Linked DNA regions of Rattus norvegicus: regions 1 and 2 are each linked to region 3. Evidence: chromatin contacts called from public Hi-C data. All regions are on one chromosome and are shown on one strand. Each heading gives the region's core, a stretch centred on a gene start, on an enhancer-like site or on the middle of the called end of the contact. The rest is flanking DNA. Distances are from core to core; before and after follow the strand shown.

What was found. Hi-C and Micro-C count contacts between places; a contact is called where the count stands out from the background.
Region 1: a contact with region 3 is called in a Hi-C map of liver, with 3 times the contacts expected there. The contact joins the enhancer-like site here to the promoter of Zfp706 in region 3. A contact is called at or near these places in 1 of 12 Hi-C or Micro-C datasets (liver) and 1 of 1 datasets of contacts at active chromatin or transcription factors (oligodendrocytes).
Region 2: a contact with region 3 is called in a Hi-C map of liver, with 3 times the contacts expected there. The contact joins the promoter of Pabpc1 here to the promoter of Zfp706 in region 3. A contact is called at or near these places in 2 of 12 Hi-C or Micro-C datasets (frontal cortex and liver) and 1 of 1 datasets of contacts at active chromatin or transcription factors (oligodendrocytes).

What each region holds. Positions count from the first base shown.
Region 1 is chr7:69,788,807-69,792,041 of GRCr8, reverse strand. No RefSeq gene overlaps it. Among named protein-coding and RNA genes, the nearest start is that of Ywhaz, 58 kb to the left of the region's middle. Within about 2 kb of position 1,296, at least 89 of the 93 cell types and tissues checked have an H3K27ac peak or open chromatin away from gene starts, as enhancers often do. A contact at or near this core is called in liver, where this site is marked.
Region 2 is chr7:69,673,529-69,676,878 of GRCr8, reverse strand. Pabpc1 (poly(A) binding protein, cytoplasmic 1) reads left to right here and starts at 2,073. Exons shown (of 15, transcript NM_134353.3): 1 at 2,073-2,464. The coding sequence starts at 2,272.
Region 3 is chr7:70,057,424-70,060,655 of GRCr8, reverse strand. It overlaps Zfp706 (zinc finger protein 706), which reads left to right and starts at 1,497. Exons shown (of 4, transcript NM_001394374.1): 1 at 1,497-1,758.

The DNA of each region.
Region 1 (3,235 bases), core at 47-2,546, 270 kb after region 3:
TGAACACTTTCTAGGACCCTGTGGTCTCCATCATAACTTGGGCAGAGGTGGTTTGGCCATCAGGCCCAGAGACGAGAAGCTTTTTCCTGTGGGGGAAGAGTGTGGGAGAAATGGTCCACATCATCTAGGCGATATGAGACGTCTAACTCTCTGGGTGTCCTCTGTCTGCCCACAGTGCAGGCTGAGCCCTGGCAGCAGCAAGGCAATGGAGCAGTGTGTCTCAGTGGTTATCATATCTCAATCCTGGTAGAATTCTTTTTTGCTGTGCTCATATCTTTTTTGGAGACGTTGGGGAATAAACTGTCAGGATTTGGGAGTCTCTGTTTATCATAATAAGTTTAAACATTTAACATTTCATTTAGCAGATTTCTGACAAGATCGAGAACTGGTCTATTAATCATATGTGAGTTAGACAAGCTTTGTTTAATTATTTGTTCTAGAATGTATCTAGCAAATAAAGAGAACACACTGTGACTTAATGACAATAGCAAAAACAAGGCTAAACTTACATTTAAGGCGGTGATCGTTAACTTTTTACTGTTTAGAAATCATTATTGACCAAGGCAGGATAGAACGAAAATCTTATCTTGCTAAGTGACTTTGACAAACTGTACTCCTAAAGGCATAACAATGATGGCGCTGAAGCTACAGTCAGCCATGTGACTGCCCTTATCTAAGATGGCACTGAAGCAATAACATAGCAAAACCTTATCTGCCCACAACAAAGATGTCGGGCAGTCACAAGACTTCCCCTAGTTAAGATGGCGCTAGGAGTCACGTGTTATACCTTAGGATGGAGCTGTAGAAATGTGGCTGTGTATCTTTTTTTTTTTTTTTTTTTTTCTCGGAGCTGGGGACCGAACCCAGGGCCTTGCACTTGCTAGGCAAGCGCTCTACCGCTAAGCTAAATCCCCAACCCGGCTGTGTATCTTAAAACGGAACAAGAGAAACAGCAAAGACAAACATGGAAAATCTAAGCAGTGCAATGTGAGGGGTGCTGTTTGGCAGCAGGCAGTGGCCACAGGAGCACAACTGCGGACTGCAGAGCAGATTATTGACAAGGAGGGTAGGGCAGAGAGCAGCGGCTGAAGCAGCATTCAGTCTTCTAGCCACTCTGCTTAGGATGGAGAGCGAGTGTGCTCCGGGAACTCAGGGCGGTGTGGGAGATCACGCCCGCAGCACAGAGCACCGCCAGGTGGCGGGGTTGGGGGACGGTGGCAGCACACAGTGTGCACTGTCCTTGCTGCCTGAGCTCTAGTCAGCTGGTTGGCTGCTATGGAGTCAGGTCTAGCAGTCAGGGGGAATGTGGAGAGTTCAGGACAGACAGGCAGCAGCGGCTAAGAGAACAAGGGGCGGGGCTAAAGGGCGTGGTGGCGGCCGAATCAGAGGGCAGGGAATCCGGAGTGGAGAAGAAGCAACGAGGGAGTGAGGCAGGGGAAATGGCCTGGAGATTGCTAGCGCGAGAGAGTCGTAAAAGTTTGTTATTAAAGTGCCAGTAAGTGGCCATTTAGAGTTATTGATTGGTGGGTATGGGGGCAAATTTTAACCAGGAGATGTGGTGGAAAAGACATTCCCTGGTTGAGAGTAGGAGCTAGCGACTTTCTCTTTCTAGCGTCTGAGGACAAATACAGTAGCTGGAAACAGGCAGCCAAATCAGATCACCAGGTCATCACGCAGTGAACTAGCCCAAGCTGTGGGGCTCAGAGTCTGAGGAAGAATGGCTTACCTAAGCTTAGAATTATTTTCAACAGTGTGAAAGAGAGGGAGAGGGGGAGGGAGAGAAAGAGGGAGAGAGAGAATGAATGAATGAAGGGTTAGTGAGAAAACCAGTCATAAAGACTGAATGCCTCCTCAAGGACACCACAGGGTGTCTGCGAGCTCAACAGCTCTCCTCCTTTCAGACTAGGAGATGTTTAAACTGACCAGTGGAAGGAGGGAGCTTACCAACTCACTGGTATTTGGGTAGATAGGCAAGAGATCTGATGGCTGCGAAGTCCATGTGGCAACAGGGAAGTATGAACTCGTGCAACCTGTGAGTTTCAAAATCTGAGTCACAGCACCTTTTACAAAAAAGAAAGAGCCAGGATATGTTTAGTAGAGGCACAGTATGATGAGGTTGAAGGGGGTTCCTCTGCGGCCCATGCTGAGGCATCACTGCCCCCTGAGGGGGCTGAAGATCAAAAGTGCCCTCTTCCCAAGGCCAGGGTAACCCCAAAAGTAAAAAGAAAACACACCAGCTTTTCTTTCTTTCTTTTTTTTTTTTTTTTTTTTTTTTGGTTCTTTTTTTCGGAGCTGGGGACCGAACCCAGGGCCTTGCGCTTCCTAGGTAAGCGCTCTACCACTGAGCTAAATCCCCAGCCCCGGGACTCACTCCTTTAAAGTTAGGTTTGGTCCACCTACTGACAGAAGTTATTCCACGATCTTGAGGGTGTTCAATGAGTACACAAATGTGTTGGGCTTAAACTTTGTGTTTTCCATTAAACAGGCCCACTTCTGGAGCTCCACCAACTTTAGCCGGGAGGGTGGGTCCTAGTCAAGAGACATTGCCAGGGGTCACTAGAGCTTCACTGAAAAAGGGTCCCTGTGCTACAGTGTTGCAATGTGGATCAACTGAGCATGTGTTTCCAGTTGAAGAAGACCCTGGCCAACAGAATTCAGCCTCCAGACTCTCTCTTGTCTCCCATTGATGGGCCTTTTCCCATGCCCAAGGGACACCACAAAGACACAGCACTGTTACTGTTTACATGAAGCATCAGGAAGTTCCATGATTGGGCCTTCTAGTCACAAGAGAAAGGGAGGATGAGAGGCCAAATCTTTTAAGTTCAGACTCCATTTTAGAGAACCTGACTTAAGTTTGGACTCAGGTAAACTAACAAATAGGTACCTAGCATTAGTTTCCAAGTTGCCCCCTCCCTCCAACAAACCTGAGCTTGGCTCCAGACTCCAGGGTAATCCCCAACGAGACCAGTTGTCTCCAGTTTATTCCCCCCAAACAAACCTGTACCCCCAGGTTACAAGCTCACCCCCTGCCTAACAACCACCAAAGCAGAGAACAGAAATTAAGTTTACGATACGACAACCAATTATGTTTTTTTTTTAGTTTTTTTTATTTATTTAATACTTAATAATAATTCTTTGGTTTCTGGGCAAACATCCCCCTCCCCCCTCCCCTTCCTTATGGGTGTTCCCCTCCCAACCCTCCCCCCATTGCCGCCCTCCCCCCAACAGTCTAGTT
Region 2 (3,350 bases), core at 824-3,323, 380 kb after region 3:
TTTAAACAATAACAATGGAATTTTCACTCTCTTATTTTGAAGAAACATTTTAGAATAGATTCTAATAGTTATGCCCCACCTGATAAAAATGCTGGGACTGGATATTTATTCACTGCCCCTTCAAGCATTTACATTTATGAGGACCAGAACAACCATTATTAAAGTGCTAAGGTTAAGACCTTGGCTTCGCCATCTTTATTTCAGGATACCCAGCATGATAGGCATTCAATGACTATACTAATGGAACCGACTATGCTCCTAGTAGAGTGAAGGGTGTTTTTGATTAACTATTTAAACTATAGCCTTATTTGAGTAAACAGATTGTGTAGTATGTTTTCCTAAAGAACAGCCTTAAACGATACTCATTTGTAAAGCATACAACGTATTTTTCAAAACTATTATCTTCCATTAATATGAGTGGGGAGGTGAGAATGGGAAGATGGGAACAGCATCTAAGATTCTCTGGACCTAAATTCTAACTGAGAAGAGTTATGACTAATTTACACTAGGCAATAGGCTAAGTATGCACTGACGATCATTGCATTAAAGAGCTGAGCAGTCATTTAACTTTTGACACTGTTAACCGTAAAATTAGTAAGTACTATTTGCTTCACTTCCCACACATCACTGTCAAAGGATGTTTATATAGGACTTCAAAACTGTAGAAACCTACTAAAGTGTGGTTTTTATGTTGATGTAATGTCATTTCTATTTGTGGCTATCAATCATTTACATCATCCCCCAACACTGGCACCCAGGAGCTAGATATGTAGATTAGGGTGCCCCTCAACTCGGAGATCTGCAAGACCCTGCCTCTATAACGCTGGGTTAAAGGCATCGGCGCCACCCCTGGTTAAGCGGGTGAAAGGCGTGGCCACGAAGCCTGCTTAAGCAGGCTATCTAGGTTTGTTTGGTTAAGAGTGACAGAGTAACTGTGAGAAACGCATACTTTAAAGGAAAACCCATTTTTCTCGAGTCCTGTTTACCACTGTAAAAAATGTAGGAAGCAGCTCAGAGATTCCGACAGAATATCTTAAGCGCCAGACTTCCAACAGCCGCCTCCCCTTCCCTCCCCTCCCCCTCGTCAAGGGTCCTGGACCCGTGCTGGGTCACGCCCGGGACGGTTGGGGTCCGGTTGAGGTCAGCCAGCCCGCGGCCGTTGAGAACTCCAGCTCCCGGCAGGCACCGCTTCCGCGGCCCACGCGCGTGGCGGCGCTGCCCGCTGGGACTCGTAGTGCGGTCCGGGTAGGAGAACGTGGCAGCTACCCTGCCTCCCTCCGCGTCCACCTCGGAAACTCGGCCGGCAGAGGCTCACGCCCGCCCACCCGTGTCCGGCGCCGCTCGGGGCGGGGGGCTAGCGAGGCAGAACCCCAGCCGCGGCGCCGGGAAGAGGCCGCGACTATTCGCGCACGTGAGGGGCGGTTGGCGCCCAGAAACCCGGAAGCCCCGCGCGCCGCCCACCCGCTGCGCTGACGGGTTAACGCTCTTTCGGGCGGAGGCGGGGCGTGTGCGCGAGGGGCGTGGCCAGCAGCCGCGCCGGGACCGCCTACTAACTGCCCCGCCCTTTCCTGGCCCTGCGCAGCGGGAAGTCGGCCCCTGGCTGGGGCGCGTGCGCAGAAGCCCCGCCCCGCCTCGGCCACCACCCCCACGCCCGCAGCAGCCGCTGCCGCCGCCACCTCTCCCTTCCTCTGCGCTTTCCTCCGCCTCCTCCGGCGCCGTCGCTCGCGTAGGGCCCTGGCGTCAGACGCGCGTGGGCGGGGCGAGTGCGGCGGGGGGTATAAGTAGAGGGTGCAGGAGGCGGTGCTTCCCCTTCTCCCCGGCGGTTAGTGCTGAGAGTGCGGAGTGTGTGCTCCGGGCTCGGAACACACATTTATTATTAAAAAATCCAAAAAAAATCTAAAAAATCCTTTGAAAAAACCCAAAAAAATTTACAAAAAATCCGCGTCTCCCCCGCCGGAGACTTTATTTTTTTTTCTTCCTCTTTTATAAAATAACCCGGTGAAGCAGCCGAGACCGACCCGCCCGCCCGCGGCCCCGCAGCTCCAAGCAGGAACCCAGAGACCGAGGCCTTCCTGCCGCCCGGACCCAGCACCGCCAGCCTCGCTCCCCCGGTTCCACGGCCGTTGAGTACGCGTCGATTCCGGTTGAATTTTGTCCCTCTGCGCTCGCCCCCGCTCCCCTCCCCCCGGCTCCGTCCCCCGGCCCCGCACTCGCTCTCCTCCTCTCACGGGAAAGGTCGCGGCCTGCGGCCCCGCGGGCAGCCGTGCCGAGATGAACCCCAGCGCCCCCAGCTACCCCATGGCCTCTCTGTACGTGGGGGACCTGCACCCCGACGTGACCGAGGCGATGCTCTACGAGAAGTTCAGCCCGGCCGGGCCCATCCTCTCCATCCGGGTCTGCAGGGACATGATCACCCGCCGCTCCTTGGGCTACGCGTACGTGAACTTCCAGCAGCCGGCGGACGGTAAGCGGCAGGCCGGAGGGTGGCGGGCGGGCGGCCATGCGGCCGGGGCGGCGGGCCTAGCGGGCCGGGCCGAGGGGGCGGGAGGGCACGGCGCCGCAGCCCCTCGCGGGCCGGCACTTCCTCCTCTGCGACCATTTTCTCGCCATCGGTCGCTCTCAAACTTTAGGGCGATGACGCGCCGGGAGGGTGGGTAAGGTAGCCTTCCCGGCGCTCCCGCCACAAGCTGTGGGGTTCGGGGGTTTCGAGCCCCCTCTGGAGTGGAGCAACGGGTGGAGGCGCCCCTCCATCTCCTTCCCTGGCCCGGCATTCAGGCTGGGGAGGAAGTACGATTCAGTGTTGGGAAATACCACGTGTTGAACCCTGTAACCTCACAGGCCCGAGGCCTGTTCCTGCGGGTGGCTCAATCGCTGGGAGGAGCCCCAGGCTTTAGAAGAAAGTTAATAGGGAGATGCCTGTTGGTGGTCCTTAGGGTCATGAGCTCCTTCCTAATAGCATACCCCTGGCTTGTGGACCGCGAAAGGGACATTATACCATGTGCACTGCCTGGGGTTTTCCCTAGATGAAGTATTTTCTGTCTTTAACCCTGCAGTGGAGGAGGGGATGTGGAAGACTCTAGGGCACCAGACACCTTGGCTCATTTTCAAACAAATTAGTTGGATATTAAGTTTAATAGAAGTGATTATTTAATGTATACATGCATATTTTTTCTAAAATAGCACCAGTGGTTATGAATTTTAAACTGCTGACCAGTTTTGGTCGTAAACATTAGGGTAACCTGGATAGGATTATGCTGAATTAGTAGCAGACAACTAATAATAGCTTCTTTGATTTTTTTTTGTGTGTGTGTGTGAAGTGTTTCAGAATCTTGGAGTAGTTGAGAAGTAAC
Region 3 (3,232 bases), core at 248-2,747:
CATGTCTAGATCCTCCAAGACTCTCAACCCAAAATACAACAAATGTGACCACCATTAATAGTTATATTATAGCTTTTTAAAAAAAGATTTATTTATTTATTTATATACATGAGTACACTGTAGCTGTCTTCAGACACACCAGAAGAGGGCATCAGATCCCATTACAGATGGTTGTGAGCCACCATGTGGTTGCTGGGAATTGAACTCAGGACCTCTGGAAGAGCAGTCAGTGCTCTTAACCTCTGAGCCATCTCTCCAGCCCATAGTATAGCTTCTTGACATGTCTTTTCCAAACCTCAGTCTCTTCAGACACATTCTGTTCAATATCAGCACTTTGTTGGTCACTGGCTAAAGAGTAATAAAAATGAGCTTACAGAACTGATTACCATCAGCAATAGTAACAAAACTAATGTGAACAAAAAAAGTGAAATCAAAGATAAATACACTCCAATCATGGCCCAACTGCAGTAAGCAGCAAGCTCACGTCTTTCTGGCTATTTGAAACAATATTGTGACAAGGCTATCATAGTCCAAGGAAAGTAGACTATCCTCATATTCAACCAATTCTCTGGACACTGCCAGGCAAATTTGAGATTCCAACTTGTCATGGTGACACGTGTCACAGTTCCTGTGAAGGTGAAAGGGTCAGGAGTTCTAGGACAGTCTGGCCCACAAGGTGATTTTTTTAAGGCCACAAATGCAGTATAACTATAACCCAATTAGATTTAACTGGGAAGCAACATGTTGCAGGTACAAGGGCAAGGAATGCAGATATTTACCACCACCATTTCTAATCACCACTAGATGTTCTCGATGTTAGAATTGCAATCGCTCTTAATCAGGTATTTTAAGTTTACTACGTTGTCTAAATCAAGTGGTGGCAGGGAGCGACCTTTTATTCTTTCCCCAAATATTAGCAATCCAATAGCCTGCCTGCACAGGCTAAGCAGGCTCGGATGGATTTAGCAGGATTTTCAGGCTCAAGTCTCCAACTATGTGAAAGTCCCTGGTAGGTCAAAATACCCTGAGCACGGAACCAGTGAGAGAACAATGGCAGCGAGTCTGGCAAGGGGTCACGGCCGACCGGCGGCCACGCGGGGCCCCGGGCGCGACTCCCCCGCCGCTCCGGCTAGCGCCTTACAGGGCTCCGAGCTAGCCAGGGAAGAACGAGGGCGGCGGGGCTGAGGCCAGGCCTGGTGAGTGGGAAACAAGGGAGTGACTATCGAGTCACTCTGCCGACCACCGCCCGTAGGCCGGAGGTCACACACCGCAGGGGCAGGACAAAGCGCCCCCGCGCAGAGGCACCACCAAGAGAGAGGGCTGGAAGGAGGGAGGCGGGCGAGGGCTCTGCAGTTCCCGTCCTAGGCCCCGCCCCTGCGCGCTTATGTAACAGGGGAGAGCTGCCATTGGTTTGCAGACCGGAAGGACGCGAGCATGCTAGAGGGGCGGGGCAAAGCCACCGCAGGAAGGTGAGGGGCGGGATCACGCGGGCGGGCGGGCGGCGCTGAGGCGACTGGGAGTGCGGCGCGGCGTGCGCGGGCACGAGCGACGGGCCTGCCTCGGGCTCAGGCGCGGCGGGCGCGCGCTGCGGCGGGTGTGCGAGGCGCGGGCTGTTGTGCTCCCGGCTCTGCTCGGTCCTTCCTCTGCGGGTGGCGGAGGCCCCAAGCGGTGCGGGGCTCGACCCTTCCTTCCCTGCTCGTCCTGCTCAGCTCTTCTCGCGCTGCGCCGTCTCTCGGACGCCACTCCGTCCCGGCCCGGGTGAGCGACGTCGCAGGACGCGGGAGCCGGGTTGGGAGGCACGCGGCGGCGGGAGGCCGGGGCGGGCGGCTGACTCCCAGCGGAGCAGGCGCGGGGCTGAGGGCGGCCGAGGCCTCGGGCGGGCCGGGCTGCAGCTGTGGGGTTGAGTCTGCCCACGAATGGCTGTTCAAAGCTGGGATCGGGCTGTGGAGCCGGCCTGGGCCTCTTGCTCTGACTGGTTGCAGAGTGTGAGCCCATTTCCTGGCTCCCCGGCCTCAGAGTAAGTTGTTTGGCTTTAAGCAGCCCCTAAGGGCCGGAGCTTTACTTGTTGCCTCCTTCTCGAGAGTCTTGGTATTCCAAGAACTCTCCCTGGTTAGTAGCTCATTTGCAGCCTCCCAGGAAAGCTAAAACTTTTATTAAAAATCAGCTGGTAACCGTTTGCAAACGATTTATTGCCTTTCAATTTGTCCCACTTAATCAGGGAGCAGTTTATACGTAAGATTTTGTGGAAAACTCGATGGTCGAGGGCAAATCGTAAGTTGAGCTGTCCGAAAGCAGGTGGTTGGATCGTTTGCACTTCTGCTTTCGGAAAGGAAATCCGTGCCACTGTGCTGTCAGAAGTCAGGGGCCTGCCCCACTCAGCTAGCCTGTTAGAGCAGATAGCCTTTGCCTAGTGTTACATTTTGTGTCTATTGAAGCGCATGCCTTTTTGTAACTGTTGTTGGGTGGTAAAGAAAATGTGTTAAATCTTAGGTGCCCAGTTATGTTTCTGTTGCCCTAAATGCAAAAGTTAAAAATAGTTTTTGCTTATCTGATGGCATTGGTTTTTTACAGCACACTACATGAAAAGGTTACCAAAGTCGCTGCTTTAATTTCTAGATGACAAGGAAAATTCTGGAATTACTGATGTGCGGTTTTGTAACTTAAAAAATCAAACATAAAACCCTTAAGGACTGCTCACCAAGTAATGTCTTCACATACACAAGCCATACTGTATGGAAGAGTTAAGATGTTTTATTTAAATAACCAGAATGTTCTAGTAAGGGTCTGATACTAAGACAGGGGAAATTAAGACTTTTCAAATTTTTGGTGTACATAAATTGAAGACCCACCATCAAAATGTACTTTTAAATATGCCATATAGCATAGTGGCACACGCCTTAAAATCCCAGCACTTAGGAGGCAGAGGCAGGCAAATCTCGGTAAGTTCTAGGCCAGCCAGAAGTATGTAGTGAGACACCCCCACACACACTTCCATATGCTATTGAACTTAGAACTGATGCAGTGTTGGTTTAAAAACACAAAATGAAGTATAGTTTTGATGACAAACAGTTGATATTTGCCTTGAGTGGGAATGGGGTTCTTACATTAGGCTAGCATATTAAACATTCTTGTAGTTGGTGAAAGACTGGACAGGGTTTATAAGAAAGCATCAATCCTCCTGTTTTATTAGACTTTTTCAGTTTATTATGTAATACAACTGGGAGTATGTCAA